2 separate regions of the Mus musculus genome follow, and region 1 is linked to region 2. The links are chromatin contacts, called in public promoter capture Hi-C maps. All regions are on one chromosome and are shown on one strand. The core of a region is the stretch at or near the end of the contact, and the rest is flanking DNA. Distances in the headings are between cores, read along the strand shown. Region 1 has its middle 29 kb from the start of Mrps33. Region 2 holds the start of 8030453O22Rik (RIKEN cDNA 8030453O22 gene).

Region 1 (5,340 bases), core at 1,874-4,373, 250 kb before region 2:
ATTCACAGTCCTTCAGCCTCAGCCCCATTAAGTCCTGAAATTACAGGTTTACATCACCAGGCCCAGCCAATCATGAGTTTTACAGGAAAGGAAGGCCCAGATGATGAACCGAACTCACTTGTCCTACCTCGATGCCCTCCTTAAACTTAAGCCGCTCCTTCGCTCATGCTCATTCGGCTTTCCTTGTTTTTCATGGGCTCTGCATCTGCCTCCCAAGTGCTGAGATCAAAGGCCTGGCTATGTTATCCTTTAGGAGGGGGCGGGGGGGGGGGGAGAGAGAGGGGGGGAGAAGAGAGAGAGAGAGAGAGAGAGAGAGAGAGAGAGAGAGAGAGAGAGAGAGAGTCTTTCTGATCAGTACAGTCTGGTTCTTCTATAGCAGGCTGCTCACTCGGGAATTATCTAGTGTTTCCTCAGGACTCCAGTCAGTTACCTCGAGTGCAGCCTCTCCAGGCTTCCCACCCAGAAGTCTGCGATGTTCCATTTCAGCGGAATACATTTGGGCCTGGCGCCAGTAGAGGCCAGAAGAGGGAGTCGGATCCCTTGGGAACAGAGTTGCAGACAGTTGTAAACTGGCATGTGGTTGCTGGGGATTGAACCTGGGTCCTCTGTTAGAGTGCTCTTAACCTGCTCTTAACTGCGGAGCCATTTTTCTGTTCCCTGGAGCATTTTTTTAAAAAGATTTATTTATTATTACATATAAGTACACTGTAGTTGTCTTTAGACACACCAGAAGAGGACATCCGATCTCATTATGGATGGTTGTGAGCCACCATGTAGATGCTGGGATTTGAACTCAGGACCTTTGGAAGAGCAGTCAGTGCTCTTAACCGCAGAGCCATCTCTCCAGCACCCACCACCACCACCACCACCAAGCAATTTTTAAAAGGTGGATTGTTTTTTATTCCTCCCCAAATTCCCAAAGATACTGGTGAAAAATGCTGGTCAGTGTCACAAGACTCCAGATTTAAAGATACTGACTTTCCCCCTCCCCTACTTCTCCCTCTTGCTCCAGCCTGGCTCTCTCCAGCCCATAGGTTTTTTGGTTTTTGTTTTTAATTTGTTTCTCATTATAGATAGTTGTGAGCCACAATGTGGTTGCTGGTATTTGAACTCATGACCTCCAGAAGAACGGTCAGTGATCTTAGCCGCTGAGCCATCTCACCAACCCAAAGATACTGATTTTTAATTAGTAGATCTCTAATCTATATATTTAGCGATTTCCTTATTAAGTGTAAATTTCACTTAAAACTTAACCTTTGTTGTCATTTTTGTTTTTTACTTCACTCAGCTTATATATTTTCCTGTAATTAGGGTACTTTCCACCAGGTGGCAGTACTGTCCCAGTCATAGTAATCTGTCCAGCAAAAAAATTTCCCTTACAAAGGGTGTTCCAGAACACGGGGATGGCTCACATCACCTAGCAGGTGAGAAGTCCTAGCTTTGGTCCCCAGAACTCCCAAAAAGAAAAGGACAGTATAGCCAGGCACTCAGGACGCAGGGACAGACAGCTCTGTGTAAGTTCCCAGCTAGTTTGGTCTATGTAGCAAGTTTCAGACCTGCCCAGCCTATATATAGTATTTCTTTTTCTATTTTGAAGTGTACTAATATGTAAGTACATTTCTGAACCGAACTGGATATGATATATATTTCCCAAAATAAAATAAAATAAAATAAAAGCTTGTTCTAATCTTCATGGTTTGGCCAACAGTGTCCAAGGCTCGCTCACCAGCACACAGCTTTTCATCAGCGCCTAGGAGCTACACACCTTAAATTACACCCTGAAATCAAAGCTTAACTGGAGGCCACCCCAGTTAGATCAAGTCTGACTGTTGGCAGGCTTGAAGATGGAGGATGAGGCTACCGTAGGCCAATGTAAACACAGGAGGTCCTGACCACTCTGCTAGTGGCTATCTGGGGGGTAAAGTCTATAGTCCCCTGACCCAGGCTGGAAAAGTGAGAAACTTCCAAGTCACACTGATGCTATCTCCCCCACATTCCTAATCTTCTAGGAATTTCAGGGCTGCCTCGCCTCTACCGCCTTGAAATGTTATCTCGTATGAAAAAAAAAGGAGGCAAGAAATGCTATGTCTGGTAGGCCGCTTGCAACTGCAGACTTTAAAAATCCAAGCTGGAAAACAGCCTTAGAGAAGTAGCTAAAACCCCACGCCGAGGCTGTTGACCAGTCTGGCGTGCCAGCGGCTAAGTATTTTACCCTCGGTCCCTTCAGGTACAAATCAAACCGGAGTTACATAGGACTCTTAACAAACATGCTCTAACAGGCACATGTGTGGACTTGTGAAATCTGTGGTCACTTCCTAAGGCCGGGCTCACAAAGCCAGTTCTTAACAAACATGACTAAGAGTAGTTCCTCTTAGTCATGACGCCTGCGTTTCACATAGGTTCCAGAGCGAGGTTTTGCTGGGAGCTGCTGAACCAGTCATTTAGGCTTCTTCTAAGAGTGGATGATTATGAAGGCATATCATAAGTGGAACTGAAAAGCAAATGAACGCATCGCCAACAAAAATACTTAAATAATTTAAATTGGCCTAAAAAAAAAAAAAACACTCACACACAAACAAAAAACAAAAGCAAAAGCAAAAAAGCAAGCCAGCCCACTGTGTCTGCTTCCCGGCTAGCTGACTCTCGTTCTGTACCCTGGGGCTCACAGTTTCCTCCGAAGGAGCTGTTTCTGGTTATTACAGGAAAGGCATTCATTCCCAGGCAGATCTCCCCTACAGTTTAGCTCCTCTGGCCTCACACCCGATGTGTGTTTACCCAGTGTCTCCCTGTCTCTGTGTGGTTGGTGTGTGTGTTTGGGGGATGGGGAGGGGGAGGGGGCGCGTGCGTCAAAGCCAGGACCTCTACCACTGAGTTACGTACTCAGGCCTCTTGTGCTTTATTGTACTTTAGTTTCTGTTGGTTTCCCTGCAAAAGGAGCGACAGAACCTTTTACAACAAACACCAAGCAGTCATATACCATCAGTCCTTAAATCCACGGATATCTTAGTCTCCTCTAGAAGCTCAGAAAGAAAACCAAGAGGAAGAAAAGGAGCACAGAGAACTAGGGGGTGAAAGGTCATTTGTCCGGGGAGGAGAATTTCCCAGTAACACCCCACCCCCTCCCCCCTGGCTTTCTGTGACCGGCAGCTCATCCTGCTGTCAGCAGACAGCCGCTCAAAGCGCTCCTGCTGAGATTTGCAGTCCAACTGGTTCCTAACAGGCAGCAGTTTTAACGACAAGAATCTTTACCTTTGCCTTCCAGACCCAGGAAGAGATAAGTCTGTGTGGCTGCAGGTTCCCCAGCCAGCTGCCTCTAACTCCCGCACTCCGGAGACTAAGGCAGGAAGATCACCAAGCCACAAGTCCGGCCTGAGCTGCACGCATACAACGCGAGACCCTGTCTATACGATTTCATTTTAAAAACAAAAGTTAAATATACACATACCAAAAAAGAAAGAAAGAAAAGAAAAATAGAAGGCTTTATTGAATCTTATCAAGTGGAGATAATGTTCTGAAGTTAAAAATAGGTTTGTAAAAGGGAGCTGGTGGGCACAGCACTCACTGCCCTTGCAGAGAACCCAGATCCAGTTCCTGTCCAGACGTCGCTCACAAGCATCTGTGACTCAAGTCTGGAGCCCTTTTCTGGCTTCCATGGGTCTAGACACACAAAATGATCGTACACATAAACTTTTTAGATATACAAAAGTAACCAGGCATGGTAGCCCATACTTTTAATCCTAGCTCAGGAGGCAGATCTCTGAATTCAAGGCCAGCCTGATCTAAATAACAAGTTCCAGGGATACACAGAGAAACCCTGTCTCAAAAATGAAAAACAAAAAACAAACACACACACACACACACACATACATATATATGTGTGTGTGTACATATATGTATGTGTATATGTATGTGTGTGTATATACATATGTATATGTGCAAGTTGGACAGTTGGTCCAGCTTGAAAGCACTGGCTGTTCTTCTGAAGGGCATGTTTGATTCCCAGCACCCACGTATTGGCTCACTATCATCTATAACTTCAGTTCCAGGGGATCCAAAGCCCTCATCTGACTTCTATGGGGTTCTAGGCACACATAAACATGCAGGTGAAATATTCCTAGACATAAAAAAATAATTCTTTAAAAACACAAAAAGGAACTGAAGGTATAGTATAGTTCAGTGGTAGAGCATGTTTTTAGTATGCAGAAGACCCTAAGTTCCAACCCCAACACCATTTTTTTAAGTAATTGAAACAAACACAAACAAAAGTCAAACAAACAAAACAGCCAGGCATGGATGGCAGCTCATGGTGGGAAAGCAGGGAGATTATGAGTTCAAGTGTTGCCTGCAGAGCAAAATTTTTGTCTCCAAATAAGGTGGGGGCAGATATGGAGCAAAAGGGCTGTGGCCGCAGTTCAACAGCAGAGTATTGGCCCAGCACACTTGCAAAGCTCTGGGTTAGATCCAAGGAAAAGGAAAAGGAAAAGAGGTGGGGGGTGGGGAGGGAAAAAGGAGAGAGGAAGAGGGGGGAGGGGAGAGAGAGGAAGAAACGAAGGGAGAAAGCTAGAAAGGAAGGAATGGCTTAAGTGCATAAAGATTTAAGTTTCTATCACTAAAAAGATACAGGGAAGTTTGCCGTATAAATAAATGTTTGATGATCGAGTCAAAGACACCTCCATTTTCACAGGGCAACAGACAAGATGATGACTGCAAATACAGTTAAACAACAAACATCTGGTAAAGTGAACAACTCCATTTAAGAATTGGAGAACCAAAAAACGAAAGCTGGAAATACAGTAAACTCTGCCAATTTACTAAAAGATGTGCTGAGATGTGGGTTTCTCAGCTAGCGTGGGGTTAGAGTGTCCTTTCACACACTGCTGGTGGCTGGGAGCAAAGCCTGACAGGACTGACCATTATGACTGGCAGTTTGACAACGTATTCAAAGGGACTTCAGAACAGTCCTGCTTTCTTACCTGTCCTTCCAGTTTCAGTAATCTGTGCTAAAGAAATGACCTAAACTATTTACAGATACTTTGACAAGAAGATACTCACTCAATACAGCCTATTTTGTGTAAGTGAAAAATGACACATTAACCTAGCATTTAATAATAGAGATCTATCTGGACAAGTTCCATGAACGAAATGTTCACTAGCCTCTCAAAAGGATAGTTACAAGTGGCTCTTAAATGTCTTGCAGTAGTCAGTGCAGAAAGTGGGTCATTAGCATATTTCACGCACAGGGAAGGACGCCTGGAAGACCATCCAATTTCCAAAGGTTGGTCATGGCTGAGAAGCAGAAGCCAATGCATTTACTTCTGATCTTTATACTTTAGTCTATTT
Region 2 (5,778 bases), core at 1,994-4,493:
GGTTCCCCGTGCCACGTCATAGCTGCAGTCCAGTTCTAGAAGAGCCATCCAACCAACGCCCTCTTCTTACCTCTGTAGGTTCCAAGCGTGTATGTGACACAGACATACATACTGGCAAAACACTCATACACGTAAAAGCAAATCCTTAAAAAAAAATATGAACTCTGTATCTATAGATCATTTTAGGGCTGTTAAATTTTTTTAATAGTCGGAGATGAGATGGTACACTCCTATAATACCAGTCTGAGGCAGGAGAATTGCCATTAATTCTAAGACAGCCTGACACACATACATACACACACTCATGCATGTGTGTGTGTGCTGCACACTCTGTTTCAGAAAACAAAAAATAGTAATAATTAAGCCCAGCTGGCTAATAGGAAGTTCTGCTTTTATAGAAAACAGTTGGGTGAGGAAATGTGGTATTAATATTCTTTCATTATCCCTCTTGGTCAGCAGTCTGAATCACAAGGCCAAATTGCCGGAGAGAAAAATGAGTTCTCAATTGTGTGAAAATCATCTAAATACTATTATTTATCATGCTAGGTTCCAGACCAGCCCCAGACAGTTGGTTTGGTGTGTCACAGATGTCCCCAGGTTCACAGATTTGAAAACTTGACTGTCTCCCAGACCTATAAAGTGACAGTAAGGCGTATGTGTCCAAAGTATTCCCAAACAAGCCTAGACATACCGTCTTAGTCTTTTATTTACTTCTTTCTTTTAGGATTGATTTTTAGGAAGCAAGCCTGTTGATACACGCATTTGATCCCAGCACTTGGGAAGCAGAGGCAGGCAGATTTCTGAGTTCAAGGCCAGCCTGGTGTACTGAGTGAGTTCCAGGACAGCCAGGGATACACAGAGAAACCCTGTCTCAAAAAAAAAAACAACAACAACAACAACAAAAAAAACAAAGGGGGAAAAAAAGATTGATTATTCTTATTTACATGTGTGTGTGAGTACATACCGTGTGTGCTGATGCCAGTGCAGGCCAGAAGGGTGTGTCAGACCCCCACAGAGCTGAAGTTATATATAGGTGGTGGCGAGCCTCTTCATGTGGCTGTTAGAAGCTGAACTCAGGTCTTAGTTCAGTTCCTAAAATAAAAAGTGTTCTTAACCACTGAGCCATCTCTCCAGCCTGGATTTATTATTTTTTATGTGTACATTTGTGTGTGTGTGTGTGTGTGTGTGTGTGTGTGTAGTGTATGTGTTGCGTGTGTGCCATAGCATGCCGGTAAAGGTCAGAGGAGTCAATTTCTCTTACCATGTGGGCTCTGGTGGCGAACTCTTGATTGGCAGCAAGTATCTCTACCCACTGAGACATCTGTCTAACCTATTCTAATCGTCAAGGGCAAAAAAAAAAAAAAAAAGAAAGAATGAATGAGAGCAGCATACTCCATACTTGTGAGAATTGAGACACTCTGATTGCTAAATGTGAACCGCGCATGCGTTCTTTATCTCTTCACTTCCAGACTCTGCTGCCCTTTCAGATTCACTCTTGCAGTAGGGCTGGTCCCCAGGAGCCTGTGATTTTAGTACTGGGCGTTATTACCTGGTGGGAAGTGACTTCACTTAAGTGTCACGCGTTTGGGGCTAAAGCTACTTAGAAGCATCCCCTGGAAGGATGGTGGTGGCTCTGCTCCATCTGGAAAACGCTTTGCTTCCTCAGACAGTGGGGGGAAGGGCTCCCCTCAGGGAGAGCTGCTGCAGGAGCTGACTGCAGTCCAGGCACTGTCCTGGTGTGCTCCTCAAGGAAGGAGTCAGAGTCTTACTTAACTTGGAGTCTCCTAGAGCATCCTGCACACAGCTTGGCACGAGCCTAAAAGAAAAAGATGGAGAGCTGCCTGGCTCAATGGGAGAAGATTGCGTGGTGGGTGTTTGGTCTGTGGAGCCAGAGTGCAGGCTGTAGAGAGCAGGGGGGTGGGGTGGAGATCGGCTGTGCTCCCTTCTCCCCACCCCCTGGCCCATGTGGCTATCTGCCAGAAGAGGACAGAAAGGCAGTGTCTGTGGGCCCAGCCACATGGAGAGACTCCAGAAGCTTCAGCTGTGTGAGAGTTGTGAGAGGGACAATGAGTTCCTTCCTGTCCCTGAAAGGCCTTTCAGGGCTCCCCTCCACTGTGGGATGGGTGGACCTGAGCTCCTAGCTTCCTTGGAGAACTGGGCTCGGTTACACCACAGATTTATTCCAGAGTATATGGTGCTGGGTTGCCGTAAAGCAACAGCTAGACTCCTGGGCAAGTCTATGCTCCAGTTCTCCCTGTGCCCAACTCCCAATGGCTTCGCCTGCTCCATTTCAGCTTTCAGGTCCCTCCTTGCCTGCTTCCTCTTAAAAAGAGTGTTTGTGCACATTATTTATTTGGATGTGCACGCACACTGGTGAAAAGGACAGACTGGGGCTTGAACTCAGGTCCTCGGGTTCGGTGGCAGGCACTTTTATACCCCCTGAGCCATCTCACCAGACTGTGTCTTCATTTCATAAAGGGTGATCCATGAGTGCTCTATTTTTATTTGTCTTATGTTTTAATTGAATTTATGTATTTGTTGTCTTAGTCACTATTCTATTGCTGTCAAGAGACACCATGGCCAAGGCAGCTCTTTTAGGAAGGAAAAGGGTTTAACTGGGGCTTGCGTAAAGTTTCAGAGGTTTTACTCCACCCTGATCGTTATGATGAAGAGTGCTGGGACAGATGGCACTAGAACAGTAGCTGAGAAGTTTACATCCTGATCCCCAGGCGGCAGCCAGAGACAGACAGACACTGACTGAGAGAGGCAGAGACTGACTGAGCCTGGCTCATGCTTTTGAAACATCAAAGCCCACCCCTGGCAACATACTTCCTCTAACTGGGGACTAAATATGCAAATATATGAGCCTGTGGGGTCATTAACATTCAGACCACATTTATTTATTTCTGTCTCTTCGCTGGCCTTTCCCTCCTGGTACCTAAGATCTGTTAGCATGTTTTGAAACAGGCCTCTTGATTCCTTTGAGGAAGTTCTGAGCCAAGACACTGAGTACCCTCAGTTTTACCTGGCAGGTAGAAGTCTTGGAAGCCCCAGGAGATCATGTGACCTCATCCACCTAAGACAGATTTTCTAGTTTCTTCTTGCCACCTCCCATTCCGGGTGAAATGGGGCCACATACCTGCTTCCTTCTGAAGGAGGGGCCCATGTGCCTCATGGAGTCTTTATCACTGGTCCTCTAGGCTTCCTGGAGTCTCTCTTGGTGCTGACATGGTGACCGTGTGCAAGCAGGCCACAGACAGCCACAGCCCAACTGGAACTCTGAGCTACAGATTGGCTGACAAGTAAGAGCCGCCCTTAGCATGCGCATGCGCCCTGGAAGTAGATGAGCACGCTTCTCCACCTCCTTCTGTTCTCCCTAAGAGTGTAGGAACTGACGGCCTGTCTACTTCTCCCTTTTACTACTTGCACCTACTCCCTTTCCTTAACCGGGGAATGTCACTCTCCTGAGCCTCCTGTCAGACGGCTCCTTGAACTGCCTTCATTTGAGACTTGAGAGGTCTGGATATTGCTGAGTGAGTGTTGTGTGCCTTCCAGGCCAGGGTATCTTTTTCTAGCTATAGAATCACGGTTTTTCACTTCTCTCTAAACGCTAAAGCTTTGCAGCCGTAGCTGTTCCCATCTTCTGCTAGCGGGAAGCCTTCCCCCTCCTCACCCCCCCCCCCCCCCCCCCCCGCTCATATTCTGCTATCACCAATCTCATCACAACTCTCAGCAGCCCAGACGCTAGAAACAGGAACTGCAGACACCCACGGGTATAAGAGTCACGTGGAGAAGACACTCTGTCAGTCCTGGGGACAGTTAAAATAGTGTCATCGCCCTGTACGCTTCTTGCTTGACCTTGGTAATGTTCTTCCAACAAGCCATTGTCTCTTCCTCGAGTATTGTTGAGTCACTCCAGGTATTTGAAAACTATAATGGTCACAGTTAGTTGTAATTAGTTGAGTGCCTTGGGATATATATATATATATTTTTTTTTTTTCTTTTTGGTTTTTTGAGACAGGGTTTCTCTGTATAGCCCTGGCTGTCCTGGAACTCACTTTGTAGACCAGGCTGGCCTCGAACTCAGAAATCCGCCTGCCTCTGCCTCACGAGTGCTGGGATTAAAGGCGTGTGCCACCACGGCCGGCTAAATATATAGTTTTATAATGCATATTTATATATTTAAATGTGTTTATTCTATTTTAAAATATATATATTTATATAATATATAAACATTGTATAAATATATAGTATATTTATATATAAATATATATGCTTATTTTATATATATTCATTTATTAAATGCATATGTACTATCAACCTACCATACACCAGTAACAACAAACTAGATTATGCGGCTTCTGCATGCAGAAGGCTCTCGTCTACAGAAGGCAGCTAGCATTCCTCCTTTTAAAAGAAAAAAGGAGGACTAGGTACATGGTTCGGTGGTAGAGCCCACCCAGCTCAATTCCTGTGCTCACTCTCCATGTTGAGAAGGAAAATGAGCAAGGGCTCAAGCCCCAGTCTTTCATCCCCTGTCCAGAGCCGTGAGGTAGCATATGTGACTGGGGGATTCTGCTCTGTTGGTGGCTGCCAGCAAGCATACACTAACCTGGATGGTCACATTCTCCCCTGTCTGCCATTTCAGTTCTCAGGAAAATAGCAATGAATGGTGATTCTGCCTCAAATCTAAATTCATCTACCATCCTGGAGACAACTAAAAAATTCTTTTTTTTTTTTTTTTTTTTTAAAGATTTATTTATTTATTATATGTAAGTACACTGTAGCTGTCTTCAGACACACCAGAAGAGGGAGTCAGATCTCGTTACGGATGGTTGTGAGCCACCATGTGGTTGCTGGGATTTGAACTCTGGACCTTCGGAAGAGCAGTCAGGTGCTCTTACCCACTGAGCCATCTCACCAGCCCTAAAAAATTCTTTAAGGATTGGGAGGTGGCTCAGAAGTTAAGAGCTCTTGATTTCCAGCACCCACACAGCAGCTCACAATCATCTGTAACTCCAGTTCCAAGGGTGTGGCACCCTCTTCTGGTCTCCAGGGACACCAGGCATACATGTGGCACACATACATCTATGCAGGCAAACACTCTTGCATAAAGTACAAATAAAATAAATACTATTTTTTTCTTTTGTAAGCACTATTATGAATCCTAATTGTTTTCAAAAAGAAATTCTACTCTGATCACCATGGAAAGTGTATTTGTGCTCTCTCAAGTTTGAAATTTATACTGTGCAACCAAGAACAGCAGCCTAATTTGTGGGCCCATGATGTAACTAAGGGAGAGGTCTTTTATATAAACAACTCCTGGTCTTTAGAATGCAAAGTTATAGTAACAGGATGAATGCAGTGGCTAACTATGCATGCCTTGCTGTGAACCTTAGCTGGAGTTCCTTGGTCACTATACAGTCAGATTTATGTAAACTTGGGAAATGTGCCCCGCTAACTTCACACCTGTTTACAGCACCCACGCATCTAGATACCATACATAGCGTGATCTATGCTGTGCAAATGTTTTCTATTTCTAAGCACATATATTCTCACTCTCATTAGCATTCAGATATTTTCTGCCTAAAGAGTCTTTGGCACCTTTGTGGTACTGACCTCCTAAAGTCATATTTAGAGGAGTCTAGTTCCACATGTATATGCTAGACAAAGCTATCTGCAATCACAGAGGACCTCTTTTATCCACTAAGAAGCCATTTGCCACATGGGGTTTGTGAGTGTCTTGCAGGCATCTGGGGCAACTGAGGGACTTGAGTT

The links. Promoter capture Hi-C pulls out the DNA fragments that hold promoters and counts their contacts.
Region 1: a contact with region 2 is called in a promoter capture Hi-C map of embryonic stem cells, with 2.5 times the contacts expected there. The contact joins the enhancer-like site here to the promoter of 8030453O22Rik in region 2. A contact is called at or near these places in 10 of 39 promoter capture datasets (the C10 cell line, HPC-7-derived erythroid cells, cranial neural crest and 5 more), 1 of 15 datasets of contacts at CTCF or cohesin (large pre-B cells), 3 of 115 datasets of contacts at active chromatin or transcription factors (bone marrow-derived macrophages, extraembryonic endoderm stem cells and stem cell-derived neural progenitor cells) and 1 of 9 other capture datasets (embryonic stem cells).

The regions. Positions count from the first base shown.
Region 1 is chr6:39,778,889-39,784,228 of GRCm38.p6, reverse strand. No RefSeq gene overlaps it. Among named protein-coding and RNA genes, the nearest start is that of Mrps33, 29 kb to the left of the region's middle. Within about 2 kb of position 3,123, at least 194 of the 459 cell types and tissues checked have an H3K27ac peak or open chromatin away from gene starts, as enhancers often do. A contact at or near this core is called in bone marrow-derived macrophages, embryonic stem cells, extraembryonic endoderm stem cells and 3 more, where this site is marked.
Region 2 is chr6:39,525,006-39,530,783 of GRCm38.p6, reverse strand. It overlaps 8030453O22Rik (RIKEN cDNA 8030453O22 gene), which reads right to left and starts at 3,243. Exons shown (of 2, transcript NR_167680.1): 1 at 3,140-3,243. The region is part of intron 1 of Dennd2a (DENN/MADD domain containing 2A); the gene reads left to right.